Linked DNA regions of Canis lupus: region 1 is linked to region 2. Evidence: chromatin contacts called from public Hi-C data. All regions are on one chromosome and are shown on one strand. The core of a region is the stretch at or near the end of the contact, and the rest is flanking DNA. Distances in the headings are between cores, read along the strand shown.

Region 1 (2,880 bases), core at 178-2,677, 89 kb after region 2:
TTTTCCTGCACCCATTAAGTGCATGGATTTCCAGTTCAAGGGAGCCAGCTTTGGGTCGCCAACGTGAGGTGTACCCACCCCTCTCGGCCACGCACACCTGACTTTGCAGCAGGTGGGGGGAGAGCGGCTGTCCTCCAGGTTCTGAACGCCGCTATGCAGTCTTTCAAACTAGATACAAAGTTAGCATCAGTGTCTGATGTTCCAGCTCCTCCAGGAGAACCCGGGGGCCCCGAGGGGCACAGCTTCCTGGGCGCCTGGGGCCGCAACTCCGCAAGTCAGGCCTGGGCCTCCCCAGCAATCCGAGCAGGATGGATGCGTCGCGGCGACAGCTCGGAAGGGAAAGGGTTACTCAGCATCCTCCCCTCCCCTCCTCCTCCTCATCCCCCTCCTCCTCCTCCTCCTCCTCCCCAGCACCGGGCGGGAGGCTGAGGGGGATGGGGGGCCGCGCGGGGAGCCTCTCCGCGGGGGGAGCAGCTGGAGACCACGGACACCCGAACGGGGTGGCGGCGACTTGAACTCAGCCGCAGACGTTGCTCGGGGAAGGGAGTCCGTTAAGTTTGGACCCAAGGGCCTCACCGAGGTGTCGGACCCGACCTGCTGCAGGCCGAAGAGGTGGCCCGGCCCTGCCCTCCAACCGCGAGCATCTCGGTCAGGGTGCGGCTGGAGCCTCAAAACACATTTCATGACCCTAATGCCCTTTATTCCGAAGGGTCTCCAGGGGGGGCTACGGCGAGGTCCCGCAGGAGCGCAGAAGGGGGGGGAGGGCGCCGCAGGTGACCTGGGCCCAGGGGCCGCCCCCCACCCCCGGCCCCGACGGCGCGCATCCCGACCCGCCGGCAGAGGTGCAGAGGTGCGGAGGTGCGGGCCCACCGCGGCAGCACCCCCAACCCCCGACGGCTGCATCCCGACCCTGCGGGGCCACCGCGGCAGCCCCTCCCGCCGCTCCCTCGACGCCCCCGGGCCCACCTCCCGGTCCCTGCCGCCCCTCCGCAGCCCCTTCCCGCCGCCCCCCTTGGCCCCCCAGCCCCCGCCGCCCCTCCGCAGCCCCCCCCCCCCCAGTCCCCGCAGCCCCCCTCCCCCCCTCCGGCCCCCGACGGCGCCGCATCCCGACCCTGCGGCAGCACCCCCCCCCCGGCCCGGCCCCCGCAGCCCCCCTCCCCCCCTCCGACCCCCGACGGCGCCGCATCCCGACCCCGCGGCCCGCCGCGCAGCCCCTTCCCGCCCCCCCCCCCCCGCCGTCCCCCGGCGCCCGCCAGCCCCTGCCCCGCAGCCCCAGCCTTCCAGGAGGGGGGGAGGGGGGGCCGGGACGCCCGGGCAGCTTTATTTGGGCGTGTGTGTGCCGGCGGCTCGGCAGCGGCCGCGGGAGGCGAGCGCACCCCGCGCGGAGAAGTTCGTGTTGACAAACTTGGGGCGGCGGCGGCGGCGGCGGCGGGCGCGCGACTTCCGGGACGCGGGCGCGGCGGGAGGCGGCCGCGGGCCGGAACAGCAAATGCTATTCAGCCCGAGCAGTTTCAAGCCGCCCGAGCCGGGGAATTACTGGAGCCGAGCTGCGCGCTCCCCGCCCGCGCGGGATCCGGGCGCGCGTCGGGGGGGCGCGGGGGGGCGCGGGGGGGGCGGCGGGGCGCCCGCTCGGTGCCCGCGCCCCGCCAGGCCCGCCGGCTGCGCCCTGCCCGCCCGCCGCCCGCGCCCGCCGCTCCGGGCGGCCTCCCCGCCTCCAACCAACTTTTCTCTCCTCGAAAACTCCCTCTTTGTTTCAAATAGGACTCTCCAAAATTTATTCTTGGGAAGACTGACAGCCGGGGTCAAGAAACAGCTGTTGAAGTTAATGTTTCTTCCTCCCACTCCGCCGGGCGGCTGTGCCCCGCCACGCCAAAGTGAGGGGCGCTGCCTGGCGGCTCCCCGCGCCGAGCGCGCAGCCGGCGGGGGGCGGGGGCGGGGGCTGCGGAGGGGCGTCCGCCTGCTTAGCATACAATCTGATCAGAAATGCGACAGCATGTGCCTTTCAACTTGTGCTGATTACTCGCTGAAAAGACGTTGCGGCTTCCAGTTTGGAGGACTTTGAGCAGGGGGGGCGGGGGGGGCGGGAGACGTGGGGGACACTCGCCACGTTTCGCTGGGAAAGGGGCGAAAACCTTGGCGCCTGCCCCCCCCCCCACCTCGTGCCCCCCGAGAGCCGCAGGGTGGCCCCGGCGAGGGCGGAGGGCTTGCATTCCTTTGCAAGGTTGCATTCACGTCTCCGAATTCAGGTCCTTCTGCAGAGCGGGGGCTCGCCGGGAGCCGGCAGGTAGCCTTTATTCGGGGGCCTCGGCCACACCTGGCGGAGGCTGCCGGCCCGCGCCGGTGCTCGGCGGCTCTCCCCGGACGGGGCCTGTGCCCCCGCCCCGTCCCCACCCCGACCCCCCCGCCGTTGCTCAGAGGACACACTCTGGGGGAAGCCACCCTCTTCTTTCTGCTGCCTTCCCCACAAAGATGGGTTCGCTCGGCCCTTTCCCCGCTTGCTCTGCTCCGTGGGGTGCCCTGGGGGCCCCTGGGGGCGTCCCCTGGGGCTCCGGCCCCCGACGAGCCCTCCCCGGGGTCCCAGCCTCTGCACGGCCGGCGGCCCACGGGAACGCCCCCCCCCCCCCCCCCACCCGAGAGCTTAACCGCCCTTGCAGCCGACCCGTCCTCCTTCGGGAGCGCTGCGATCGCCTGGCCTCGCGCAGACACGGCCATCTGGAGACCTGCAAGGCCCTCCTTCCCCGCCACCAGGTTATCCTGTCACCACATCGCAATGCGGTGCCATCCCCCAGCGATGTTGCATCAGGCCCGGGGATATTTTAGGAAGCTCTCAGGCCAAGTCCAACGAGCCTTTCGCGCAGACGTGGGGCCCCGCTGCCAAAA
Region 2 (2,891 bases), core at 108-2,607:
GCCTCTCAGGCAGGCAGGGCTCCCTTCTCAACTATCCTGCTGCTTTTCCTCGATGTTTGTAAGCTTTGCCATCGCAGATGTTCGCGCCTCTAAATGAGTCGACTACGCCCCAATCCGTGATTTCAGGCGCTACGCGTGGAGAGGTTATTCGGAAGACGCACGGCTGCCGGCTGTGAATGCCAGCCAGCCAGCCGGCCGGCCCTCCCTGATTCTCACGGAGTCCGAAACCCCTCCAAGTTGAGCGGGCCTGGGCGTCGGGGTCACCGCGGGTCACCGAGCAGCCTTTGTTCCCGGGTCCCCGCGGGCGCCGGGCCCGGTCAGCGCGACCCCGCCGCCCCGGCAGCCCGCTCCGGGGCCCCGCCTCCGGGTCTTTGTTCGGGGCTCGGGGCTGGCTGCCGGCCGGCGGCGGGAGGACCGTGCGGCGCGGGCGACGGGGGCCGACGGGGGCCGACGGGGGCCGCGCGAGTACTCACCCCGCTCCGCTCGGCCCCTGACCCCAACGCCGGCCTAGCGCAGGCGGGGCCGCGGGCTGGGGGAGGGGAGCCGGGGCGGTGCCCAGCGCTCTGCCAGCGGCCGTCCGGCCAGCGGGCCCGGGCGCGGGGTGACGGGCGGGCTCCCGGGGGCCACGGACGCCTCAGCACCGGACGGGAGCGAACGCGCCGACGGCCCCCAGCGGGCAGGCCCGGCCCTCCCTCCGCCACAGCCGCCGCGGCGACCGACGCGGAGCATGCGCACCTGCGCCTCCCGCGCCCCCTGGGGCCTGGCTCGCGCGGGGGAGGGGCTGACGTCGCGGGCCGCGCGCGCAGGACTCGGGCCAGGGGGCGTGGCCTCGCGGCAGCCCCGGCCCCCGCGAGCCGAGGCCCCGCCCCCCAGCCCAGCGCCGCCGGAAGCGAGCCGTGGCCGCGCGCCCCGCGAGCACGAGGGCTGCCGCCCGTGCAGGTGCCGCGGGCGAGCGGCTGCGGCGTCGCCACCTGTCCTCCCAACAAATAGCCACATACCTGGAAAACCAGTGAGTGACTGCTGGAGACGGGGCGGAGCGAGAACCTTCTCCGAGGTTGGAGTCCGAGCCGGCCGGCGTCCGTGCACGCGCTGAAACTCCTGTAAGCGCCTCAGCCACCAGTCACAAACACGGCTCCCTCCTTTGACCTAAGGACCCAGGTAGACGGTAGCAGTTCGAGAGTTCCAGTAGTACCCTCTGGGGCACGTACCTCAGGAAAAAAAAAAAAAAAATTGGGATGGGGGGGCGACTGTGGGGTAAAGACCACAGAAAAACGTAGAAGTAACAGGGGTAATCGAGCTGAAAGACTGAAAATGCAACAGCCGACATCTGAGGGGAAACTAGCTCTGCTCCTTGTAACACAACAGAATTAAATTTGTGTGAAAAAAAAAAGCGTGGTGAGTTGAAGACGTGAAAGGAAAACCTGCTTTCAAGCGCATGGGGCTCGGTTATGATCTTGTACCACAGTTACGTAAGAGGTCACCCCTGGGGAAAGCGAGGTGACGGATACGTGAGGTTCGGCACTATTTTTGCAGTCTCTTGTGAGTCTGTAATCATTTCACGATAAAAAGTGCTTAAAAAGGGACAGAGCACTGATCAATGGTGACCAGAGAAAGGGGTTGACTAAAAAAGAGCTTAAGGAAATTTGAGGGAGGGGGGAATGATGGAACTGTTCGATAATTTAATTGTGTTAATGATTACACCGTTTTGGGTTTTTTTTTTTTAAGATTTTATTTATTCATGAGAGACACAGGCAGAAGGAGAAGCAGGCTCCACGCAGGAAGCGCGACGTGGGACACGATCCTGGGACCTCGGGGTCACGCCCTGGGCTGAAGGTGGCGCTAAACCACTGAGCCACCCGGGTGTACCCTGATGACACCGTTTTTTGCTGGACAAAATTCATATCAGGGATACATTTTACTGCATGTAAAATAAAACTCAAAAGATAGGGCTAGTAAGTGAACTTCCTAACATGTTTGAGTAACTGTGAATATAAATGAATTCGATAGTTGCCAATTAAAAACAATTCACCAGCTTTTTTTTTTTTTTTTTTTTTTTGTACAAGGAAGTGAGTTCTGAGTGAGAACTTTAGTGAATGGGTATTTCCTTCGACTTTAAACGGTTCCTCAAAAGCCATAAAACTCACATACAGAAATAAGAATGGGGCAGCCCCGGTGGCGCAGCGGTTTAGCGCCGCCTGCAGTCCCAGGGCGTGATCCTGAAGACGCGGGATCGAGTCCCACGTCAGGCTCTCTGCATGGAGCCTGCTTCTCCCTCTGCCTGTCTCTGCCTCTCTCTCTCTCTCTCTCTCTCTGCATCTCTATGAATAAATAAAATCTTAAAAAAAAAAGAAATAAATGCATTGCTTGGCATCGTATCCAATAATCTAGAAACACTTTCATGCATCAATGATACCATGTTAACAAAAAAAAAGTTTTTTGCACCTGAGATGTTTTTAAGTGTCATAATCCACCTGCCAAAACCAAAGAAACAGAGCAAGGTAAATCAGGTAACTTCTATATACTTCTTTTCATCATATCACTCTTAACAAGAAACAGCCCTGGCCTGTTTAGGTGTTTACCCTACAACACTTCAGAGTGCTTTAGGGCAGGGTCTGTCGTCAGTGCATAGCCAGCCTCTGGCAGAGTTCCTCACTAGTAATAAGTATTTGTGGAGTAAAACAATACATTGATCACAAAAAGAGAAGGAAGCTAAAATTTGAGAACCCACCATAAGCCAGAAGCTTAGTTGAGTTTAGCTAACCATATAATAACCACACAAGATAACCATTTTATAGATATGAAAACTGAGACTAACGATCAATTCCCTTTCATTCCTTGTTTCATTGGATTTCTCAGTTTTATTTGATCATGTTAATCACATCTACAAAGTC

The links. A called contact is a pair of places that touch in the nucleus more often than the background predicts.
Region 1: a Hi-C map of blood shows a contact between it and region 2, with 4 times the contacts expected there. The contact joins the enhancer-like site here to the promoter of ATG10 in region 2. A contact is called at or near these places in 3 of 9 Hi-C or Micro-C datasets (amygdala and blood).

Annotation. Positions count from the first base shown.
Region 1 is chr3:25,639,259-25,642,138 of UU_Cfam_GSD_1.0, forward strand. No RefSeq gene overlaps it. Among named protein-coding and RNA genes, the nearest start is that of ATG10, 89 kb to the left of the region's middle. Within about 2 kb of position 1,428, at least 17 of the 20 cell types and tissues checked have an H3K27ac peak or open chromatin away from gene starts, as enhancers often do. A contact at or near this core is called in blood, where this site is marked.
Region 2 is chr3:25,550,587-25,553,477 of UU_Cfam_GSD_1.0, forward strand. It overlaps ATG10 (ubiquitin-like-conjugating enzyme ATG10), which reads right to left and starts at 1,358. Exons shown (of 8, transcript XM_038532420.1): 1 at 999-1,358. LOC119871164 (a long non-coding RNA gene) reads left to right here and starts at 897. Exons shown (of 3, transcript XR_005356795.1): 1 at 897-1,100.